Regions from separate parts of the Mus musculus genome. Here all the other regions are linked to region 5. Evidence: chromatin contacts called from public HiChIP or PLAC-seq and promoter capture Hi-C data. All regions are on one chromosome and are shown on one strand. The core of a region is the stretch at or near the end of the contact, and the rest is flanking DNA. Distances in the headings are between cores, read along the strand shown. Region 1 has its middle 11 kb from the start of Gm34657. Region 2 holds the start of Osbpl6 (oxysterol binding protein-like 6). Region 3 holds the start of Ttc30b (tetratricopeptide repeat domain 30B). Region 4 overlaps Gm13657 (a long non-coding RNA gene). Region 5 holds the start of Hoxd9 (homeobox D9). Region 6 holds the start of Nfe2l2 (nuclear factor, erythroid derived 2, like 2).

Region 1 (2,700 bases), core at 92-2,591, 1.1 Mb after region 5:
TTCAGTTTCTGCCTCCTGAGTGCCGAGCTTATAGAAACACTCTAGTATGTCTCTAGGAGCTTTTGGAAGTCCACACATACGTATCCACACATTTATTTACTTTACCAGAATAAAACCATGTGAGTATATACTGGGAACTATGGTTGTCTTTCAGACATCTGAGACATCTTATCCCAGCACAAATGTTTGGCAGCTTATTTTAAATATAAACGGGTGTATCACGGTAAGGATGCATTTGTTGAACTCTTACTGGTTTCATTAAGACTCCTTTATTCTTTCTGTGTGATGAACATAGCTGCACAAGCTCCCTAATTACTGCCTTAATTGCTTCCGAAGGACAGAGCCATAAAATGAGGCAATAGGTGTTTGTGTCTCTACCTTTAACCCCAGGGACCAAGCCCTGGCCTCACACTCGTCAGAAAAGCACCTGACGGAGCTGCCCCTCACCAATCTGTACACTCTAGGGCCTTTGAGCATGTAGTACGCTTCTACTTTGCTGTTTTACTTTTTCCTTTATTTTGAATATATCTATAAAGTGTGCTTGTTAATGAGGTGTGGTGTGTTATTCCACTGTATGAACGCTGCGTGTGTTAATCAAATCCAGCTTGCTTTTATTCCTCCTTCCTCCACCCTTCCCAAACTCTAGCTGACACTGCCCTACACTCCCTTCAACTTCTCAGCGTCTGTGTATAACAGAGAACATGTGGTTCTTGGCTTTCTATGTCTGGTTTCTTTTCCTTAGCACAACATCTCCCATTTCACTGCAGATGACGGAATTCTGATCCCCCTTAAGGCAGAATAATATCCCCAATGGTGCACATAGGCCATGTGTTCTTTATCTGTGTGTCCACCCTCTGATCACTACCCAAGCTGGCTCCTCACCCTAGCTATTGAGGACAGAGTCCTCATAACCAGGCATGTTCCCACATTTAAACTGCAATCTGGACGCTAGCGAATCTAGCTCCTTCCTATTCTTGGTTGAGCCATTGTAAACTGCTTTCGTGTCAAGATCTGCTTTATTTTCCAAAGTGGGAGTTGACCGCATCAGGCTGAGGGGGTGGAAGCTTAATCCTCCTCTCAAAGGCTGCAGTGAGTCACGCTCTCAGCTTCCTCTCTCCACCCTTCTTCACTCCATGCACGTCCCTTCGTTTTTCTTTTCCTATTTTTTTTCCCGAGAAGTGGAATTCAGCATAAAAGTTCTTATTGAAGCAGAATTGGAAGAAAGACATCTGCTCCATTATACTCCGATAACATCCACGGGGCTCTGGTTAGATCCATACATGTAGACCTATAGCTGTCATGCACAGGGCTCTGGGTTAGATCTCCAACTGGCAAATAAAATAAAAGGTGCTGGGATGTACACCAGTGCCTCACACTCTGCTACAGAGCTGCATGCCACCCAGCCTATGGTGGCTGCTTGTTTGTTAGTTAGTTTGTTTTGTTTTGTTTTTTAAATGAACTTGAGTGGACGTCTATCTAGGCAATGAGTCTCACATAAATTGCACTACCAAGGCCTGGGTCGGTCCCTTGTATGATTTGAGTTCTTTCCTGAGTTTACACAGGAAAGCCATCCTAACTCTCACAAGGCCTATGAGCCTCCAGCACACAAGATTAATGCCACCTCGGACTTCTTTTATCTTTTTACTGTCACTGGCCACACTACATTAGCTGTGATAGAGCAATGGGTTTAAAACGTAATTTGGTCATCATGACTGGTCAGTCAGTGTATTTTCTAAATTGAGAAGCTAAAGAGACAAACAGACAAACAAATAAAACCCCCAATATCCAGCCCTGTAGCTTTAATGTCTATAAGGCGCCATTGTGTCTTACACCCTGTGTTCTTACAGCCTGTTGAGTCAGCAACGTGACCCATTTTACAGATCACAAAACCCTAGTGGATGGAAGTTCAAAACTGCTGAGGATGAAGTCCAGGGTTTGCTCATGTGAGTGCTGTCCCCTCCCAGGGGCCACATTCAGGCACGGACTGTGTAAGGTGAAGCAACTGGTCCAACTGGCTCCTCCCAACGTAGGGATTTTATGCTCTCTTGCAGGGCTGTGAACTCTCTGCCCAGACCCACCTGCCTTGGAAAGAGTGCTCTCATTTTCCCTTCCTTGGCATTCGCTCATAGTCAGAAACCTCCCAGGGACTGTGGCAGTAGCACCAGCTCCCACGGCAGGCTTTCTTACTTTCAGCCGATTACAGGTTGGCATTCCAGGGTTTTCCAAAAAGGATAACCAGGACTCAAGGCCATGCTCTCACGGCTTCCGGAATCCACATCAGATACCCTCAGCCCCAGCGGGGCTAAAGGCACACTCTCTTCAAGGTTAGAACTGGCATCAGGGTAGAAATATCTACTTTTTTTCTGGAAGAAACAGGGAGAATAAATAGCCGAAGCCCCAGGTTAGGGAGGCCAGGCTTGCAAGGGTTAAGTCACCAATGTAATAAGCAATGTAAGGAGTGTCCTGAGGTTCTTATCAAGGGCTGTATCAGACTGTGTTCCAAAACTGCTGTTTGGAGATGTGGACAGAATTTCCTATAGAGACGTCTCTTCAGTGGTTAGCTGCCAGGTTTGCCCCAAAGCCTTTCAGAATTACGTGCTCTGTGGGTAAGAGCACTGTCTACCCTGTCTGAGGATTCAGGTTTGGTTCCCAGCTGTTTGTAACTCTAGTTCCAGGGGATCTTACATCCTCTTCTGGGCT
Region 2 (2,700 bases), core at 16-2,515, 1.7 Mb after region 5:
TATGTGAAAAATTTTGAGAGGACCTTTTTTAGATAAAGACTAAGAGTTCTCTGGTCTCCTTTCACTGTCTGGTATTTTTCACGTATGCCTACTTTTGTGTGTGAAAGCTGTTTTAGTAGTTGCCGCCACACTGGGACCCAGATGGAAAAGGAGCTATAACAGAGTGAAGTTGAGCGACATAATGGCTCCCTTGTAGAGACTGTTTCCACAGGGAGGAAACTGGGGTGAGACTGCCATGTGTCACAAGGTCTAGCATTTGTTATTTTAAGATGATCCTTATTCAAGATGGAAGAAGTTAATCCCACATGTAAGAAGGAGACTCAAGAGAAATGATATGTAGGCAAGAATGCTCAGAGCTATGTCAGAGCACACCAGCATTGTATCAGCACTGACAACTGGGAAATGCCATGAGGACTATCTCAGTAGGCGGCAGATCATCAGATTTTAAAGGAACCCCTTCCTCCACCCAATTCAAAACAGCTAGAGCGCTCCAAGAGTCCCTGTTTGGCCCAGTTCTCTAGATTTGTCCCCTTGAAGTTGTTGATGACAGAGACGTCTTGATACAGGGACATTCTTCAGTTATCCCTTTACAGAAGAAACGTCTGTGCAAATATTTAAAGTACCCCCCTCCCTCCGTGCAAATTTGCCTTTAGATCAATCTGGTCTTGGACGCATGCCAGGAATAGCTTTAGCATGGAAGTTGCTGGGTGGGAAGGGTGTAAGGAAGCTGCGTGGACACTGCGGGGCTTTGCCAGGGACTTTAAAGCCATTGGTCCTTCCTTCCACACAGTCCAAGTGTCTCTCCCGGACTGAGAGTTCGCAGGGCAGAAAGCCTAAACATATTGTTTATTTATTGAATGAGGCCTCCGAAGGGCGCCGAGGGCCAGGGGCTTGGTCTCGCAGAGCGGAGGCCACCAGGCTGCAGTTCTCCGGTGAAGCCCTCTCCCACCGCTCCATGGCCGGAGCGCTGCAGTCATTCCCGGCCTCTTTTTTCCAGCCCAGCGCTCCCGCCGCTGCAGGACTGGACACGCGGGGGGCCTATCTCTCCCGGGCAGGGTCTTTCGGATGACTGATCTTGGTACCCCACGGATTCCCGTGGACGCCAGGCAGGGACCAGATGGGCGCTGGATCCCGCACGAAGGGGGCGCGGTGGGAGCAGAGCGGGACACCATGGAGCCCGCGGGAACGATCGGGGCTGGCGGGTGTTCCGGAGCCGGGGGCGGGGAGCCCGGAGCGCCGCCCCGCCAGCGCGCCCCGCCCGTGGGAGAGGAGGGGCTGCGGCGCGGAGGACCACTGGAGGCGCCGCGCGGCCGCCGCTGTCCGCGCTGGAGACCACAGCTCGGCACAGGCGGCGCCCGTCCTCCGCGCCTCCGGAGCCTCCTCCAGCCTGCGCGCCGGGCAGATAGCACGGGCCATCTCCCACCGCGACCTACCGCTCGCCCTGCAGGTAAGTGTCTCTCCGCCGCGGGGTGGATACGCGGTGCTTGCCGCGCGGCCCGGGGGCATTGTGCGCGTCCAGAGGGCCGAGGACCCTGGCGATACCCGAGTGGGCAGCCGCAGCCCCAGGCCCCCAAGGCATCGCTGTCTCCAGAGGCACCCCAGCTGGGTAGCGCGGAAGCGAGGATGGCCAAATCGGTCCCCGGTGCGGTCAGAGTGGGAGGGGGTACCGGTGTCACGGTCCCCGCTCACCGCCCGCCTTCCCTTCCCGCGGCTGCCGGGGAATCCGGCTTCCTTTTACACGCATTCCCCTCTGCCCCCCTTCTCCGCCCCCCGCGGCAGTTCTTCATCCCCGATGCCCGCACCCCAGGGCCGACTGGTTGGGAATGGAAGTCGGGGCCGGGAGGACTGATGTAATTGTCAGCGGAGAACCGAACCGGTGCGGGTGAGAGCGCCCGCGCCTACGAGAGCTGACGCCTACGCTGCACCTTTCAGGGAATCCGGGAGCCGCGGGCAGTGGCCGGGCAAGTTGTGCATCGGGTTTGGTTGTGCGCGTGCACTGCGGACTGTCCTCGCGAGCACTCCTTGCTACCCCCGGCTGGCGTCCCTGCAGCCCTCCCTGCAGCCTGCGTCCACGCTCATCGCCCGAGCTCCCTTCTCCGGTTCAGACCGGGACAGGGTTTGCATTGCAGTCAGGACGTGCTTCCCCTGCGTCGAGCTTGGAGCTGCCCGCAGATCGAGTCGCCGGGGACGCTGGGGGAGGAGGGATGGGAAACCTGGGGAGGAAGCTGCGGAGAACGAATGACACCCGCAGATTTCTAAAAGCCTCTACCGTTTGCAGACGCACCGTAAGCCACGTCTTAAGCTGCTTTTAAAAGTTATGACCAGATACTGATTCTGTGACGATTCTGTGATCTACCTGAAAGGTTGGTGAAACTAGAGACCTAAAAGCTGGGGAAAGCATTACATAATGGACATGAAGCAAATGACTGAAACTAAACGGAACACCGGGTTGCCAAATTGTTTCTCGCTTCTGGACAGAAAGTCCTATAAGGCTTTTTTAAAAAAAGAATTTCCAGTTTGGAGTCCTTCGGCAAGATTTAATAAGTCATATATTCGATTGCAATTTCTCCTAACAAAATAATATTTTGAACATATTTTCTTATATTAAAATACATACTAATTAATAGTTATGTCACAGACTTAAGAAATGTATACTTCAAAGGAAAATTAAATCTTCCATCTTAAAACTATTCAACTTTG
Region 3 (2,700 bases), core at 137-2,636, 1.2 Mb after region 5:
CTTCTCCACCATTGGGTAATTCTCAAAGTTCCAGTAGATTTTTGCCTGGGCCATCAGTACAGGAATATACTTCTCAAGAGTTTCATCATATTCATTCACAGCCTTTTTGGCAGATTCATCATCTCTACTATGCCTTGAATCCTGTACTTGTATGGTGAGTTTCCGGAGCTGCTCAGTCAGCATGCCAGCCAACCCATCAAGTTTAATGAAAGCCTCTTCAGGAGCTGTCTGGCAAGTGATCATGGCATCCAAGAAGTCATAGAGATAGGGTGTGAGGAACTTGTAAGTCAAGTGGGCATTTTCTGCCAGGACATCAGCTGCCAGGTCAAAATACTCATATTTACAGTAGAGCAGCAGCAGGTTGCCAAAGGTCTCTGGGGGGAAGGGGTTCTGCTGGAGCAGAAACTGGAGCTTTTCAAAGCCCTCTGTGGGCTTGGCATCCATGTTCATCAGAGCCTGGTTGTGGAGGGTTACGGGGTCCAGCTCTTCCTCTGCTCTGGGTGGCATGTCAGTGAGGGCTTCCTGGGCTGCCTCGTAGTTTCTCAGCTGGTACTCTATGGCTGCCTTGAGGTTGAAGGCTTCGACCAGAGCAGTCTGGTGAAGGACTATAGTGTTGCCAACACTGCGAACATCAATGCCCTCCGTGGTCATGCCCACACCGAGTTCTGGGTGTTGACGGATGCCACGCTCAATGATGTCAGCGATATGCTTCAGAGCAGGCGCGTACTGCCGACTGCTGTAATAGGCCAAAGCCAAGTTGTAGGAAAGGTCAGGCTGGTAGCCAGAAGCCTGCAGGGCCGCTAAGAACTTGGAACAGGCAGCTTCATAGTGTCCCTCTTTGTAGAGCAGACAACCTAGGTTGATCTGACCATCATAATCACTCTCCCCTCCACTGTCCTCTACACCTTCCCCACTCAGCAGCTGCTCCACCAGGCTCCTGGCTCCTGGGAGGTCACCTTCACTGTACTTGATAGCAGCCTGGAGACGAAGGACTCGAGTCTGATAGGCGGGGTTGTCCAGGAGGAAGGCGACCCTGGTGGCCTCTGGATACAGGCAGGCCTTGTACAGTGCCTGGGCCTGGTACAGGCGGTACTGCTCGAGTTCCGGGTGCATCTGGCTCAGCTGCTCATAGCACTCTGCAGCGAGCTCGAACTCCTGCAGGCGGTAGTAGCAGTAGGCCAGCAGCGACAGCCCTGCGCGGCTGCGGGAGCTCCTCTGCAGCTCTGCGCTCAGCAGCTGCACCGCCTCTGAGTAGCGGGAGTCGCGGATGAGCCTGTACACCACTGCTGTGAACTCACCGTCGGGGATCTGTGAGCTGCTCAGCCCTGCCATATTCACCTAGCTTGTTTTGCATCCTGGTTTCCAAGGCAATAGGCCAACCGGAAACGGAAGCTGTTCAGCGGCAAGTATCCAACGGAAGTGTCTTGTGGATAAAAGCGAATCACCGACACGTTTCTATCAATTTCTGGATATGTTTTTAAACACTCTAGACTGTGGGGAAGCAATTGGGCTTGGTCTGGAAAATTTTCTAGGTAGTTCAGAGAGGGATATTCCACGTCCCGGCCTACATCGCTTCCGTTATCGCCCTGCATCCTGGGAAATGTAGTTTTTCCTCTTTGACGTTTTACAGTAATTGGAGTCTCTGCCTTTTCTCTGGGATCGGGATCTTGTTTCTATTGCTTTGATTGCTTCTTTGTTGGCACTGAAGTAAAGTTTTCTTGTGAAGGTCCCCCGGGATGCAGAAAATTCGCTGTTCTTTGAGGGTTCGAGTTGCTTGGCAATGGTGACGAAATGGGAATGAGGGCCGTCTCTGGACTTCAGGAATTCTAGTATATTCTTGCCAGCTGCTCTGACGCCCACTTTTTGAGAACGTTGTTAAGCAAGGGCCGGCAGTCCGTATTTTATTCTGTATCAAGAGGTGACGAGAGGGGGAAGGAGAGTCTGAATTGTAACTGGTGCTGTTTTAGATTTAAGTACCATTCGCCCTCTGTTTCGTAAATGACCGCTGTTATGAACGTAAATTGGTGCTTGAATTGATGAAGCACACGGCTTTGGTCTTTTCCTTCTTCAAGGAGAAGCCACAAAACTAACATTTTCCCCCTTTCCTATATGCTATTTTTCTCACCCTCTAAGCTCTACCAAACACTACCGTGAGTTTGTTCAAGACGTAATCAGCCTGTGCTTCTCGTGCCTCTGATCTTGTTTTCACGTATGAATCAGCTAGTTAATACATAAATGCTTCGCCAACTCCTTTCCCATACCCAGACTCTTAATTCGAAGCTCTTCAGGCAGTTACTATCTCTCCTTTCCCCCCTGTATGTAGAATGAGTCTCTAGGTTCTGTGTTATTGTTTTGGGGAGGTTATTCTGTATAAATTCAATTTTATTCTAGTATGACAGAGCAGTAAAAAACTACCGACTTATAAGCCGATATTGAATCACTGTTGAAAACCATGTACATAGATTTGACTGACCCTAATGTGTGGGGACATAAATATAATGCTTAGTTAAGCATTTGAGAAGTAACCAAGATAGCAGAATATTAATGTGTTCTTTCCAAATGAAGTAGTGACAAATTGTATGATTTTTCAATAACAAGGCTGTACTTTTAGAGCACGGATCATTTGACGTGGCTCTGGGAGGCACCTGGGAGACTGTTACCTTTTATAGTTTTCCACGATCTCCTCTAGCTACACCCAAG
Region 4 (2,700 bases), core at 94-2,593, 1.1 Mb after region 5:
AAGGCAGAAGTTCAGGAAATCAAAGTCAACTTTGGTTCCACAGCAAATAGGAAGCCAACTTGGGTTGCATAAAATACTGTCACAACCCTCAACCCTTCCTTTCCCCAAAATTAATTAAAGAGAGAGAGAGATCAAAATTGAGTTAAAGAATATATGAACTGATATTCACTTCTTTTCTTTCTTTTCTTTTTTTTTGGTTTTTCGAGACAGGGTTTCTCTGTGTAGCCCTGGCTGTCCTGGAACTCACTCTGTAGACCAGGCTGACCTCGAACTCAGAAATCCGCCTGCCTCTTTTACTTTTACTTATGGATTATACTTTTTTTTTAATTCCCCTCAGAGATGTTTCATTTTACCACGTTGAAGGTATGGGCCACCTTTTAGCCCCTGTCCAGCTCACTACACATGGACAATTTAGAGTTCTTTGGAGCACTGTATGGCCTTTGAAATGCCATCCATTACGGGGACTGGCCTCCTTGTTTTTCCCTGTCAGCAGATTCTGTGGAGAGCATCTTGCTGGTAGACCCCATTTTATTGTCTAATGATGAGATTCAATGAAGCAGTGAAGGGTAAGGCTTTTAAAATATCCCTAGTGGGGCTTTGATATAGAGCATAAAGGTCTCCTCTCTGGACCCGCTCCACTCCTTTTCTCCTGCTTTATTAATTCAACCGTAAATTGCACACTTTTAATGAAGTGTTACCTTTCTGCTAACTTCCCCAGCTTCAGTTCGGTGCAGCTCCTGATGGTACAGGGACCAGTTTACAGCTGGCTCCAAGCATCAGCTGACAAGAGGATCCAACCTAGCATTGTCACGGATCTTAAATGAAGCCAACACGTTAGCAAACCAGGTGGTTTGGAGTTGGGCCGTATCAGATGCCCAGAGGAAGGACACAAATCACCATGCCTCTGTAACCAGCATGCCACAGGACCTGAGGAGAGTACAGCTAGCATTATTTTAAAGATACAGACAACATCGTAAGCCTGTGGGAGACACATGCATGGGGAAGGGGGTTCGGGGAGGGGGTTAATTCCCTCATCCATTATCAATAATCATTTGCATTGCTATGTGATTAGATCTATTTGAGGGAAAAACAAAAGCAAAAACCAAAACAAAACCTTGTTGGTCAGGCATGGTGGTGTACACCTTTAAGCCCAGCACTCAGAAGGCAAAAGCAGAGGTAGGTGGATGTCGATGCATTCAAGTCCAGCCTGGGCTATATAATCACATGCTGTCTAGAAACAAAACAAGCAGGCATGTGTTTGGAGAAGGGTGGTCTATGGCCGTTTGTTGCCACTGAACTCTACTGAGAACCCAGACCTGCCGGCATTTTTTTCACCTCTATTGCCATCTAGAGGAGACAATTGGAAGGACATGAAGTAAGTCCCCAGATGGAATTAAGTGAAAACCAATACTGGAAAGAAACATTTGTACAAAACTCTAAGAATCACTACACTTTGTTGGCTCCAACTTTATGTTTTTCTCCTCTCTTTCCATCTGGCTCAGTTACAGGCAGGATTTGAATATCCACTTATGGGCTTTTATATCAGCACTTCCGGCATTTCGAGGGCTCCGGTGGACACCTCTTATAGACATAAAATCATGAAACTTTCTGATGAGGTGGTTTGTTTGTTTGTTTGTTTACTTGGATTTTGGTGAATGGAGAAGAGGATGGAGCCTTTCAACACAGAGAGGCAGTTTCCTGACGTCCATAGCCTCAGAACCTATTCATTTTGTGGGGTGTTTATAGGTAGCACGTTGGTCAAATATGTTTTGCTAGGGAGAGCAGTACTGAGCCGTTTTCTTTACAACCTTTAAATTACTGGTGTGCACTGTGGACTTGAGGAGATCAAACACGGGGCAAGCAGTGACCTTGGAGCCTCCTGCCTTTCACAGAACCGATGGGAAATATCCTGTGTACACTTCAAGGACTGTTCCCACAGGCAAGAGAAGCTGGCCTGCTGCATGCACACCATGTGCAAACAGACCAGCCCTTCCTCAGCTCTCCTGCTCCTCTCTGTCTAAACATTGTTGAAGCTTTGTTTTGGGGTTGAGTGGCTTAAAGACTGTAACCATGGTCACTAACAACAGGGATACATCTTTGTGAGCGTATCGTTGAGTGTGCTTTCGTAAGCCTCAATGGTATGAGCTAATTTACTCTATGACATGGCCTCTTGTGCAACCAGCAACTGTAAATGCAGCATCAGGAGGCTGCTGCTGGCCTAACATGACAAACTTTTAAGTAAACTCCTTTTGATCTGGTCTGTGTTGTGCCTCTGCTCATGCATGAGGGGCCCAGACCAGGGTGTTTGTTAGGCATCCTCTGTCACTCTCTACCTTATTCTGCGTGTGTGGGGGTCTGTTTATAAACCTGGGGGTTATTATTTTTTCTCACTACATAGGCAGTTAATAGGCTCCAGTGAGTCTCCCCTCTCTACCTTCTACAGCCCTGGGGTTACATGTACGCATACAATAATGCCTGGCTTGTTCTATGGGTGCTAGGATCTGAACCCAGGTCCTCAGAGTTGTGCAGCAAGCATGATTAATCACTGAGACAAATCATCACCTGCCTTCTCTATTTCTTGGAAAAGATCTCACGTAGCCTGTTATGTAGCTGAAGATGACTTTGAGTTTCTTTTTTTGTTTTAAAAGATTTATTTGTTTGTTTGTTTTATGTATATGAGTACACTGTAGTTGTACAGAT
Region 5 (2,700 bases), core at 59-2,558:
TGATTTTAACCTCTGCGTTTCTCCCAGCGATGTGGGGAGCGCCATTAGTTGCTGATGGGGGGAAACCTGTGCTACAGGAAAGGGCAGGCCCCCTGAAACAAAATCAGAAAGCCATTCGCCAAGGCAATCAATCAGGTCCTAAGTAGCCATTTACCCCCTTTCTTGGCGGGGCTAGAGGTGGGTTGGGAGCCCTCCAAGGGTGCTCTGGGCAACTTGTAGAGCGAGGAATATGTCCTCTCAGCCGCCGCTGGCGTGCGGCTTTTGTCTCGGCTCCCAGGCAGGCTTTGTACCATGGATTTGGGAGTGACAATGGGCATTTCTCTCAGATTCAAGGCTGCCCGGCCTTACCTCTCAAGGGGAAAACTGGAAAGGGGGTGGATCAAGGACCTGTTCTTTCGTCTGGATTTTGAAGACATCTTCAGAATCCGTTTGCAGGCACGTGTGAAAGGCACGCAGCGAACCTACCCTCGGAGATGCGGTTCCTGCAGGCCTCTCTGAGGCTGGGCTAATTCCGGCTAGTGAGAACCGGTCTCACTGGCCTTTAGGTTTTCCCCTCTGTGGCATGTTTTCTTGCAGGGCCATTCCAGAAGGCTGGGGAAAGATGAGGCACCATGGCCATCACTGTCGGCTCCTTGGGACTCCAGTGCTCACCACCCATGCGAGGGCAGAGAGACAGCCCTTGGAGGCCGCCCCTTGGAAGCCATGCTGAGCTGGACCAGGCCCGAGAGTCCAGTTGACCCAGCTCACCCCCTGGGCCTCGGGGCGTGTGCCTAGCTTTTTGTCGAGGGTTTACATGTGGCTGCCCCGGGAGTGTGAGCGCGGTAGAGGGAGGGGCACTCCGAGCTGCTCCATCCGTCCGTTTTATTAGGGACACATTAATCTATAATCAAATACACCTCATAAAATTTTTATTGAAAGGCATAATATCATTACAGAGGTCTTCCACCTGTTTTAAACAACACGCCAAGCTGTGTGAGTGTGTGTGTGTGTGTGTGTGTGTGTGTGTGTGTGTGTGTGTGTAGGGATGGGTTTAGGTAAGAAAAGAGGCGAGGGGAGAACGACTCCCTTTGGGCGACAGGGGTCCGCCCTTAAAGGCCAGCCTGCCTGGGGCAGCCCGGGCCCAGGAGCCTCCAACTGCTCCGGGGCTTTGGATAATCGCCTAGGTGTGACTTAGAAGCCCGGCCCAGGGCTCAGAGCCCAGGAGTCGGAGAGCCAGAGTCCGGGTGGAGATCGCAGGACCCAGAGAGGCAAGAAGAGATGAACAAATAGTCCCCAGCGCCTCCTGCGGCCGCAGTTAGGCCTGTGGCCGCCGCCGCCACCAGGGCGGGCTGAGCCGGGCCAGGCCGGGCTGGTGCGTGGACCTGGGCCCGGCAGCTCTAATTGCAACGCTCCTGTTGATGATGATTTTTTTTTTTTTAAATCACAGCAGCCCCCAGTTTAGCGGACTGATTTACTCCGGGTATTGGTAAATATGATCACGTGGGCCGCGCGACCAATGGTGGTGGCTGCAGCCTGCGAACTAGTCGGCGGCTCGGGCGCCGGCGAGGAGCCGCTCGGCGGTGGGCAGTGGAACCTTGGGTGGGAGCGAGCGGCGCCTCACCATGTCGTCCAGTGGCACCCTCAGCAACTACTACGTGGACTCGCTCATAGGCCATGAGGGCGACGAGGTGTTCGCCGCGCGCTTTGGGCCACCGGGGCCGGGGACACAGGGCCGGCCCGCAGGTGTGGCCGATGGCCCAGCCGCCGCCACCGCCGAGTTCGCCTCGTGTAGTTTTGCCCCCAAATCGTCCGTGTTCTCCGCCTCGTGGTCCGCGGTGGCCGCCCAGCCCCCGGCGGCGGCGACGATGAGCGGCCTGTACCACCCGTACGTGTCCCCGCCGCCCCTGGCTGCCGCCGAGCCGGGACGCTACGTACGCTCCTGGATGGAGCCGCTGCCCGGCTTCCCCGGCGGCGCAGGCGGTGGCGGTGGCAGTGGTGGCGGCGGTGGCGGAGGCCCGGGTCCCGTTCCCAGCCCCGGTGGCCCAGCCAACGGGCGCCACTACGGGATTAAGCCTGAAACCGGAGCGGCCCCGGCCCCCGCTGCAGCCTCCACCTCCTCCTCCTCCTCCACCTCCTCGTCCTCCTCCTCCAAAAGGACTGAGTGCTCCGCGGCCCGCGAGTCCCAGGGGAGCGGCGGCCCAGAATTCCCGTGCAACTCGTTCCTGCGGGACAAGGCAGCGGCGGCGACAGGGAACGGGCCCGGGGTGGGAATCGGGACCGGGCCAGGGGCGGTAGGCTCGTCCGAGCCCTCAGCTTGCAGCGATCACCCGAGCCCGGGCTGCTCGCTGAAGGAGGAGGAGAAGCAGCCGCCGCAGCCGCCGCAGCAGCAACTTGACCCAAGTAAGTGCAAAAGAAATTGCCCCCTGATTTATTGCTGAAACCTGTAAGGCTCGAATGTGCAAAACTGATAGTTTTACTAACCTATAAAAACGTCTAGACGCCTACCCAAGCCTAGGCGAGCAACACGTATCCATAAAAAGCTTCCCATAACCACCTACCTTGGGCGCGCGGTTTGTACGGTAAACAGAGCGCGGGCATTAAGGCTTTTTATGATAATTCCCCCAAGTTGTGAAAAGCGTCCATCCTTGGTGAAATTAATTTAACGACCTCTCTTCCCCACCCTGTCGTCTCTCCCTGCCTCCCCTCCGCCCCTCGCTCCCT
Region 6 (2,700 bases), core at 196-2,695, 1.0 Mb after region 5:
TTGAGGCAGAATCTCAAACAGCAAAGAAAAATGTATTAAGGACACAAGCGAGGGATAATAAATAAATGTCTAAAAGCAAAACTTCTGCAACAGTATAAAAAGCAACAAATTCTAATCTATTACTCTTACCCTTGACGGCAAGGACCAGAATATCCTGCCTTATACATTTTGGTATTACAACTCTGTAATGCTAAATCCAAAGACAAAGCCGCCCAGGGGAAAATAACAATTGCGCAACTGATCAACAGCTCCAACTTGTCCCTTGGCCCCAGAGCAGCGAGGTTTGCACGCTATAGAGCAGGAAAGGGCCAACCGAGGGCCTCTGTGACTGCCAACTGGCCGATGTAAGCCAGCCAGAAGCCACAGCCTCGCACACTACGTGGGGCCCCGCGGGTCACCATACTCAGAACACACAGCCCAGCATGGGGCCCACTCGGACCTCGGAGCCCGCCGCCCAGGTCTGCACGTCCTTGCGCCCGGCGCGAGGCCATTCCCGGGTTCCCAGGCTGAAGGAGCGTGCGGAGCCCTGCCGGCAGGCCGCCCGTCGGGGCGCCAGAGCACGAGGGCCACCCGGTGACTTTCTCCTCCGCCCCCGGAGGGCTGGGCTTTTCTGGATCAAGACGGACAGGCGTGATCTTACAGACCAGCTCTCGGGCTGAGGCCGTAGACGGCCGAGCTCACCAAGTCGTAGAACGGGGGTTGGGGAGGGCTTCGGGCGGACGCCGAGGAGAGACCTCAGCTCCCCCGAGCGCGGCCCCGTGACTAGGCACATTTTTACCGGCACCGAATCAGGGAAACTACGCTGCCCCGGAAAAGGCCGGGCGGCGCCGGTTTAGACCGCCAGCATCCACCCCCCTCCCGCCTCTGCGCCTCCCACCCAGCGAGGTGGTGGTGTCTCTGCCTGGCCCCACGAAGTCAGAGCTTCCTCCACACCCCAACCTCGCCGCCCCTGGAGACCTCAGGCTCGGACCCCACTCTCGTCGCGGCCCCAACATCCTCCGTTGCCCTCCCAGCTCGGCGGGGCAGTTCCCAGGCCCTGCCGTCGTAGTCCTGGCTCAGACTGTCCCTCCCTCCCGGAGCCACTATCCCCTCGAGCTCCTGCCGGCTTCTTGGCACAGCCCAGGGGCCCGAAGGTTGGGGCAGCACCTGCTGGGACTGTAGTCCTGGCGGTGGCAACTCCAAGTCCATCATGCTGAGGGCGGACGCTGTGGTAGGGCTCCCCGACGGCGAGGCTACTTGCAGCAGAGGTGAGGCGGCGGCAATGGCTAGTCCGAGCAGCGGAGAACTAGGAGATAGCCTGCTCGCTGGAGTGGCAGGCCAGCCTTAGTCCGCCCCGCCCCCGCCCCCTGGGGGCGGAACAAGGACCTAGGGACGGGACAAGAACTTAGAGGCGGAGAAAAGGCTAGGGCAAGAGGCAAGGGCCAGAGGCAGGACAAGGGCATGGAGGCGGGGTAAGGGGCGGGGCAAGAGCTTGGAATCGCGTACAGGGGCAGGGCAAGGACCCGAGGGCCCCCCGCAAAGGCCTAGGGCGGGGCAAGGGGAGGGGGGGACAAGACGGGGGCCAGTGGAAGGAGCAAGAGCCCGAGGGCGGGGCATGGACCTGAGTGCTTCCGGCCGGAGTTCCCGCGTTCCCCTCGACCCCCCACTGTTGATCCTCCTCTCGCTGTCCGGGGCATGGCGGAGTCAGGTGGGCTGAAGTCGCACGGGGGGCGGAGCGCGAGCAGGAGGCCTTCGGCCCCCCCAGTCCTCTGTAGGACAGCACCCCCTTGCTAGAGATTAGCAGCTGTTTGCCGAAGGTCGCTCCAGCCCTGGCTCTTTGAAGCAGTTTAAACAGTTGGTGCAAGCACACCGGGAGCCCCGGCCCGTGCGCTGCTATCGGAGCTGCCACTCCCTGATTTGGACCTGCAGAACCTTGCCCGCTTTATCTCGCTCCACCGGCTGACTGTGGCGCCAGTTTCGGGGTTAGGGCTCTGAGCTGGGACCCGGACTTTGCAAGAGGCCAACTGCCCTCTGGCCCCAGGTCCCATTCAGTTGCTGGTGCTCAAACACCTCTGCCCCAGGGAGATGGATGAGTCCACGCTGCAAACTCGTGCTCGCTTACTCGAAGGCCCTCCACTTCTCCCACGTGCCCTGGGCTCGGGGCCCAAGCGGTCACTCAGTATCACTTCATCCACCCAGAGCCCAGCAAGCGGGCACAGCTCTAACAGAATCACCGAAGTGGATTCTAAGACTCTCAGGGTTCCTTTACACGTACTTACTCTATTTGGGAATTTTGAGGTATGATCTCATAAGGCCCCACCTCTCAAGCTGTTTTTAGAGCAGCGTTTCTCAACCGTCGTAATGCAGCGACCCTTTAATATAGTTCGTGTTGTGGTGACCTCCAACTAGAAAAGTATTTTTGCTGCTACTTCATAACTAATTTTGTTGCTATAAATTGTAATGTAAGTATCGGATGTGCAAAATATCTGAGATGCTTGGGGTGGCTCTCCACAGGCTGAGAACTGTACCATAGACTCTGCCACTTGGGTTTGGTGGTGGTGGTGGTGGTAGTGACTGTTTTCACAACGTTCATTCCCAAACATACTTCTTTAACTGCCCCCGAAAAAAAATCCAATTTCTAAAATAGTTATATGGGCTTAGAAAAAAAATCGAGGGATGTTTTAATGTGTTAATAGTTGAAAACCCAGAGTATTTTTATCT

The links. Promoter capture Hi-C pulls out the DNA fragments that hold promoters and counts their contacts. HiChIP or PLAC-seq counts read pairs in DNA pulled down with a chosen protein or histone mark. Capture Hi-C pulls out chosen DNA fragments and counts their contacts.
Region 1: a contact with region 5 is called in an H3K4me3 HiChIP or PLAC-seq map of craniofacial prominence, with 4 times the contacts expected there. The contact joins the enhancer-like site here to the promoter of Hoxd9 in region 5. A contact is called at or near these places in 8 of 39 promoter capture datasets (the 3T3-L1 cell line, the HPC-7 cell line, embryonic stem cells and 5 more), 1 of 484 Hi-C or Micro-C datasets (cerebral cortex), 4 of 115 datasets of contacts at active chromatin or transcription factors (craniofacial prominence, differentiating embryonic stem cells, embryonic forebrain and 1 more) and 1 of 9 other capture datasets (embryonic stem cells).
Region 2: a promoter capture Hi-C map of liver shows a contact between it and region 5, with 2.8 times the contacts expected there. The contact joins the promoter of Osbpl6 here to the promoter of Hoxd9 in region 5. A contact is called at or near these places in 1 of 39 promoter capture datasets (pre-B cells) and 1 of 9 other capture datasets (liver).
Region 3: a contact with region 5 is called in an H3K4me3 HiChIP or PLAC-seq map of embryonic forebrain, with 8 times the contacts expected there. The contact joins the promoter of Ttc30b here to the promoter of Hoxd9 in region 5. A contact is called at or near these places in 4 of 39 promoter capture datasets (the 3T3-L1 cell line, the HPC-7 cell line, embryonic stem cells and 1 more) and 4 of 115 datasets of contacts at active chromatin or transcription factors (embryonic forebrain, embryonic midbrain, neural tube and 1 more).
Region 4: a contact with region 5 is called in an H3K4me3 HiChIP or PLAC-seq map of embryonic limb bud, with 6 times the contacts expected there. The contact joins the enhancer-like site here to the promoter of Hoxd9 in region 5. A contact is called at or near these places in 7 of 39 promoter capture datasets (the 3T3-L1 cell line, cranial neural crest, embryonic stem cells and 4 more), 24 of 484 Hi-C or Micro-C datasets (B cells, CD4 T cells, the G1E-ER4 cell line and 15 more), 12 of 115 datasets of contacts at active chromatin or transcription factors (the NIH/3T3 cell line, embryonic forebrain, embryonic hindbrain and 7 more) and 2 of 9 other capture datasets (adipose tissue and embryonic stem cells).
Region 6: a promoter capture Hi-C map of the HPC-7 cell line shows a contact between it and region 5, with 17 times the contacts expected there. The contact joins the promoter of Nfe2l2 here to the promoter of Hoxd9 in region 5. A contact is called at or near these places in 10 of 39 promoter capture datasets (the 3T3-L1 cell line, the HPC-7 cell line, cranial neural crest and 6 more), 7 of 484 Hi-C or Micro-C datasets (cranial neural crest, embryonic stem cells, epidermal suprabasal cells and 3 more) and 15 of 115 datasets of contacts at active chromatin or transcription factors (the NIH/3T3 cell line, astrocytes, cardiomyocytes and 10 more).

The regions. Positions count from the first base shown.
Region 1 is chr2:75,756,485-75,759,184 of GRCm38.p6, forward strand. No RefSeq gene overlaps it. Among named protein-coding and RNA genes, the nearest start is that of Gm34657, 11 kb to the right of the region's middle. Within about 2 kb of position 1,342, at least 99 of the 459 cell types and tissues checked have an H3K27ac peak or open chromatin away from gene starts, as enhancers often do. A contact at or near this core is called in craniofacial prominence, where this site is marked.
Region 2 is chr2:76,405,243-76,407,942 of GRCm38.p6, forward strand. Osbpl6 (oxysterol binding protein-like 6) reads left to right here and starts at 1,266. Exons shown (of 27, transcript NM_001290733.1): 1 at 1,266-1,447.
Region 3 is chr2:75,937,076-75,939,775 of GRCm38.p6, forward strand. Ttc30b (tetratricopeptide repeat domain 30B) reads right to left here and starts at 1,387. Exons shown (of 1, transcript NM_028235.1): 1 at 1-1,387. The coding sequence starts at 1,332.
Region 4 is chr2:75,779,993-75,782,692 of GRCm38.p6, forward strand. It overlaps Gm13657 (a long non-coding RNA gene), which reads left to right. Exons shown (of 5, transcript XR_001783382.2): 3 at 719-973. Among named protein-coding and RNA genes, the nearest start is that of Gm13657, 4.5 kb to the left of the region's middle. Within about 2 kb of position 1,344, at least 60 of the 459 cell types and tissues checked have an H3K27ac peak or open chromatin away from gene starts, as enhancers often do. A contact at or near this core is called in embryonic limb bud, kidney and uterus, where this site is marked.
Region 5 is chr2:74,696,455-74,699,154 of GRCm38.p6, forward strand. Hoxd9 (homeobox D9) reads left to right here and starts at 1,309. Exons shown (of 2, transcript NM_013555.4): 1 at 1,309-2,379. The coding sequence starts at 1,602.
Region 6 is chr2:75,703,218-75,705,917 of GRCm38.p6, forward strand. Nfe2l2 (nuclear factor, erythroid derived 2, like 2) reads right to left here and starts at 1,446. Exons shown (of 5, transcript NM_010902.4): 1 at 1,147-1,446. The coding sequence starts at 1,191.